2 separate regions of the Oryctolagus cuniculus genome follow, and region 2 is linked to region 1. Evidence: chromatin contacts called from public Micro-C data. All regions are on one chromosome and are shown on one strand. The core of a region is the stretch at or near the end of the contact, and the rest is flanking DNA. Distances in the headings are between cores, read along the strand shown. Region 1 holds the start of GPATCH8 (G-patch domain containing 8). Region 2 holds the start of LOC138846133 (basic salivary proline-rich protein 2-like).

Region 1 (2,700 bases), core at 158-2,657:
AGACCAGAGCGTCGGCTTTAACCAAGAACTCCCATTTTCAGCACGGCATCTCTGTGCCCCAGATGCTACAGTCCAGAGACCCTCTGGCCCCAGCTTTCCAGAGCAAACACCTCTAGTTGCTCCTTGAGAGGGAAAAGGGATCTAGAATCCAATGTCTCCCCAAGCTGCCTTGGAACCAGTGCTGCTGTCAGCCCCCAACCGCACTCTCATTGTCACTGGTCCAGGGGCTTCTCATTCCTGGGCCTTTCTGGCGCACTTCAGCGTTGACTTCTCTCCTGGCTTCTCCACTCCCTGACGTAGGCTTCTCCACTCTGTTCAAGCCGCTTCCACTTAGCCACGCTCTCCAGCTTCCAGAACACGGCCAACAACTCTCTCTCGTTTATGCTGTCCCCTCTCATTCCTTTCCCGTCCCTGTAAAGGGGTTTTGGGAGGGAGAGGAAGTAAGTGGACGGTGTCCACCTGCTACATTTACCCTACAGTCTTTTTACAACTGTTTGAATTCCGGGTGTCTGTCTCCTCACTGTGTTCTGCCTCGGCTGGGGATTAGGCGAGGCAAGAGGGCAACAAGGGGGGTGGAGGACACACACCCTTCCTTCAAAAACTTAGGGTTCAGGCCATTGTTCTATTGCACGACTTCTGTCAACTCCTGGAAAAACTCTGGCTGAGTCTTGCCACCCTTCCTCTGCGTTTTATGTACTTTGGCTAAGAGTGCAGGAGGGCTGGGTGAGGTCCTCAGGAAGGTAGCAGGATGAAAAAAATCTGATTTCTTGTCCCACACAAAGTCAGCGCTGGGCAGCAGCAGTAGAGATTAGAAATTCAATTTCCTTATTTTATAAAAAGGGAACCGAAGCCCAGGGAGCTTTGGTAGAGTCAGAACGGCGTCGGTCCCCTGAGTAAACTGCTCTCCGCGGATTACTGGAAAAAGGAAAAATACAGCTCTGTGCAGTCACAAGCCCCTGGGTCTACAGCTCCCTCGGCCCCAGGGCTGCCAGCCGCTGGCCCTGGCTCAGGTCACGGCGGTTCCTCACCACCGAAGCCAGTTTCTTTGCTTTTTTTTTAAATCCGTTAATATTTTAAACCATTATTTTACTAGTTATCTGACTTTCCCCAAGAATCTAAGTCATTCTTGTCTCGTTAACTGCGTAAAGCTCAGGGTGAATGAACCAAGACTGCTTCTGGCTCTTTAAGTCTTTAAGTCTGCTCTTCAACCACCTTAGGTTGATACTTGATGAATAAAGAATGAACTTTTACGTCCATGCGGACACAACGGTGAAGAACACTAAGTGAACGCCGAGTACAGAGAAACCCTCCACGCCCGTCGACTCGAGGGCCCCTGTGACCTTTGCCTCCGGAAGCGCTTGTGGCTCCCGGGTCCGAGTGCGCACGCGCGGCCGCGGGGGTGGGCCGCTCTGGTCCGTACGCGGAGCCGGGGACCTGAGGGAAGGTTCCGCCCCCGGGGCTGGAAGGCGCCTGCGCTGGCGTCGGGACGCGCCCTCTCGCCCGCTCGCTCCCTCCCTCGGCTGCGCGCGCCCGGTGGGCGTGGGAGGAGGCGGGGAGCTAGGGAGGGGGCGGGTGTCGCCGGAGGGAAGGAGCGAACCGGAGCGCGTCGTCCTGAGAGGAGTGAAGGCGGCAAAATGGCGGACCGCTTCTCCCGCTTCAACGAGGACCGGGACTTTCAGGTAAACACGGGCGTCGCCGGCGGTCTGGGGAAGGCGCTGGCCGAGCTCGGAACCTCCTTCCTGCTGGCTCCCGGCCCTCTCGCCTTGCAGGCTGCCCTGCGGCTTGCGAAGCGGCTCGCCGTTCGGCCTCCGATTGCTCTCAAGGGGCCTCCGAGCTTGCGGCGAGGCCGCATCTCCTCGCAGCCCGCAATCTCTCACCGAGCTCGGGCCGCCGGGGTCTCGGCTTGGGCCTGCCGGGCTTCGGGTGTGGGAACCGCAGCCAGGACGCTGTGCGGGGGCCTGTGCCCCGGTCGCGTCGGCCCGGCCTGATGCTCCCAGGGGAAAGGAGGGTTGAGGAGGGCTTGGGGGCGAGCGTTGCTGCGGCCGGGACCTCGGAGGGCTCTCGAGGTCCTCCCCGCTTCCCTGACGCTGAGGGATGAGTCCCTTTTGTTGTCTGTTGTTCCCATTCCTCACGTGCGACAAGGGAACCTTGGTTATCAGACGCCTTGCTGGCTGGTCCCACACTGCGCTTGCCCTGGGTGTGCATGGAGCTGTTGTTATCAGGCTGTTCGTTGGGCTTGGAAAACAGTAACTTAAAGGACCCTGGTCCGATGTCAGCGAAACCCCACATCGCGCCGGCCAAGCCGCGCTCGAAGAAGCGGAATGAGAATGGGCTCGCCAAGCGTGGGCTAACTAGTGCCCAACGCGTGATTTTTCTTCCTTCCGGTGCAAACGTCGGCCTGGAAAAATGTCCTTGCGATGGCGAGCGATACTGGGGGCTGGGGGGAGGCCAAATTAGAGGAACTCATCTTCTGGCCGCGGAGCCGCATTACCGCCCGAGTGCTCCTGTCGGCGCCTGGGACGGAGCCGGGATTGGCTAGTCCTGGGGCGCTGAGACTCCCGGTCTCCAAGAAGCCACTGCATTACTACCGCATATCCTGCCCGGCCCCCGGGATTGGGGTCAGGGATGAACCTCAGAACTGAAGTTTCCTCGCGCTGCGGCTCCTCTCCCAGCGACTCGGCCTCACTCGAGAGGTGCTTC
Region 2 (2,700 bases), core at 189-2,688, 240 kb after region 1:
GGGGGTCGGTGTGCGCTCTACGGGGAAGGACGCGCTCGCTGCCCCGCTTCTCCCGCCCCCCCTCCCGCTCCTCCTCCTCCCTTCTCCCTCCTCCTCCCCGCTCCGGCGGCGGAGGCTGCGGCGGCGGCGGGGGGTGTGCGAGCTGAGGCCGGGGCCGGCGGGCGGGCGGCGGGCGGGCTGCCTGCAGGCGGAGGGCGCTGTGCTTTGTGCTTTTCGCCGCGAGGAGCAGCAGGCAGCAGCTACAGCCGCCGCCGCCACAGCAGCAGCAGCAGCCGCCGCCCCAGCGCCGCCACCGCGCCCGGAGGAGGAGCCGCTGCCGCCGCGGGAGGGAGCTGCGGCTGTGCCCGGCCGAGCGGGGGAGGGCGCCGCCGCTCAGAGCCGGGGAGGGAGCCGCCGGAGCGGGAAGCCCGGAGGTCGCGCTGCGCCGGGTAACCGAGGCGGCTGAGGGCGCGCGCTGGGGGTCGGGGCCGGGGCGGCCAGGGAGAGACCCGCGGGAGCGGCGGACACCCCGGCGCAGACCCGGGGCGGCCTCCGAGCAGGGTCTGGACGCGAGCAGACCGGGGCACTGGGGAGGACGCCGGGGGAGGGGAAGGCAGGAAGCGAGGCCCGAGCCGAGCCCCGGCCTCGGGCGGAGGAGCCCGCGCTTCTCCCAGCCGGCAGGCGCAGTTCTCGCCGGCCGCCGGAGGGGGCGGCGGGGCCGGTGAGCGCTGCGCCCCCGCCTCCCGGCCGCCGTCCTCCCGCCCTCTCCTTGGCTCGGCTCCCCGGAGGCCGGGGCGGGGGCGCCGGCGGGGCTGGGCCGCAGGCTCGGGGGAGGAGGCGGCGGTTCCCGCCGCGGTCGCGCCTCTGCGCCGGGCTCCTCCGTGCGCGTCGGGGTGGCTGGGCGGTGGCGGCGCGTCTGGCCGGGGTGGGTGGCTCGGGGGCGGGGGGCAGGCTAGGCCGCTTCTCTCCGGCTGCTCGCCCGCCCAGGCGAGCGGAGACGGCGTTGGGACCTCGGGAGGGGGGAGCGGCGGGAATCCGGATCCGGTCCCCGGGGGCGGTGCGGCCGCTGCGCTCCGGGGCTGGCGGCGGCTGCGCTGCGTCCGGGTCCCCGCCGGGTTGCGGAGGCGGGGGGAACCGGCCGGGGGGAGGAGGAGGAAGGAGGAGACTGGGGCGCGTGCCCGCTTCCGTGGCCGCGCGCGCCCTTTACCCGCCCTTCCTCCTCCCCCGCCCTCCAGCCTGGGGCCTCCCCGGGGCGGGCGCACCGAGGAGGAGGAGATTTTTTTTTTTTTTTGGCCGGGGTGGGGGAAGGAGGGTGGAGGGCGGGCGCTCGCTGCACGCGGGAGCTGGGAGCAGTCTCTCGCGTGGGCAGGGGAGGGCGCACGCCGCGGAGCCAGGCTGCAGGGGCTGGGGGAGGGGGCTTGGCTGAGAGGAGGAGCGCACTCCCACACCCTCGGACCCATAAGTCTCTTGGGGTCTTGGCTGGGGCTCCCAGAGAGTGGGCCTGCGCCCCCCTCCCCAAGGGAGGGGGGTGGGAGAGAAACCCGCACGCCTTTCTCTGCCTGCCTGCCTCACTGGGGACTGGTGTCTCTTCTAAAGGGTGAGGTGGCTTTGACCCCGGGTGGCCCGGCCTGCACGATCGAGGAGGTGGCCGGACAGCTGGAGGATGAACGGAGAAGCCGATTGTCCCACAGACCTGGAAATGGCCGCCCCCAAAGGCCAAGGTAAAGGCTCCTGCCCCCGGCCCCCTGTAACTTACAAGGGTCTTTCCCACAGGGCTGGCTGCAGGGCTTACTCCCCTCTCCAAGGGGCTGTCTCCCGTCTGCTGTTCCCTGATCTGGGGGAGGGTGTCTTGAGTGTTTACCCTTGGAGCTGGGGGTCTGGGTAACTCCCAGTTAGGTGGCTACCTACAACTCCCGAGTTACGTAGCCTCCGCTCCCCGCTGGTGCCTGCCCTCCTGCTGGGGTCCCCTCCTAGTGTCCTGGAATAGGGGCAAGAGGGTTTGGGCAGGTTTTCTGGATTTTTTTGTCACCGAGAGTTGAGGTTTTGGAAGAGGCGGGTGGAGAGAAGCCCCCAGTGGTGCAGACACACAGGGGTTGGAGCACTGGCTTGTGCAGCAGCCGGCCCATCGTGGCTGGTGGAGGCTGAGATGAGCTGAGCATCTGGCCGTGATGTGGGACGTTAAGGGGAGAGAGGATTATGGGTCCATGTGACCCGCTCTGCAGGAAGCCTGGCCCAGGTTACCAAATGAAAACGAAGAGCCTCAGATAGTGTTGTCACAGCCCACCTTCCAGGGCTGTCACCCCTGAGAGGCCTGACGCGCGCTCTCAAGCTGAAAACTGCTGGTCTACGTCTGCCCCACTCCCCCCCCCTTTTTTTTTCTGGCCTCCTGGAAGCTTTGGGCCAGGAAGACAGCTTGGAATTCTGGGAGCTTTTGCCCACCTGCATGCCTTATGTCAGAGCTGCCTTACGGTTCTTCCATTTCTATCCCTTGTTTCTTAGTTGCCAGAAGTTCTCTGGTCTGCCTTGAGGGGCCAGGAAGCAGGGGCTGGTGAAATGGCCTTGCCTCCAGTATTGATTTCCATCTGTGCTGGAGAGACGGCTGTATAGGTTGTCCTACATGCCCACACCTCCTCTTAGTCCTTGTGTATTTAGGGTATCCACCTGGAACTTGGACTTGAACTTGGCAACATTTTATTTTAAAGAACTATTTATTTGAAAGGC

The links. A called contact is a pair of places that touch in the nucleus more often than the background predicts.
Region 2: a contact with region 1 is called in a Micro-C map of ear pinna, with 3 times the contacts expected there. The contact joins the promoter of LOC138846133 here to the promoter of GPATCH8 in region 1. A contact is called at or near these places in 2 of 6 Hi-C or Micro-C datasets (ear pinna and skin fibroblasts).

The regions. Positions count from the first base shown.
Region 1 is chr17:18,806,608-18,809,307 of mOryCun1.1, forward strand. GPATCH8 (G-patch domain containing 8) reads left to right here and starts at 1,408. Exons shown (of 8, transcript XM_008271582.4): 1 at 1,408-1,679. The coding sequence starts at 1,635.
Region 2 is chr17:19,042,180-19,044,879 of mOryCun1.1, forward strand. LOC138846133 (basic salivary proline-rich protein 2-like) reads right to left here and starts at 1,439. Exons shown (of 2, transcript XM_070060897.1): 1 at 1,428-1,439; 2 at 240-989. The coding sequence starts at 1,439. The coding sequence ends at 240. It overlaps UBTF (upstream binding transcription factor), which reads left to right. Exons shown (of 20, transcript XM_070060626.1): 2 at 1,576-1,700. The coding sequence starts at 1,643.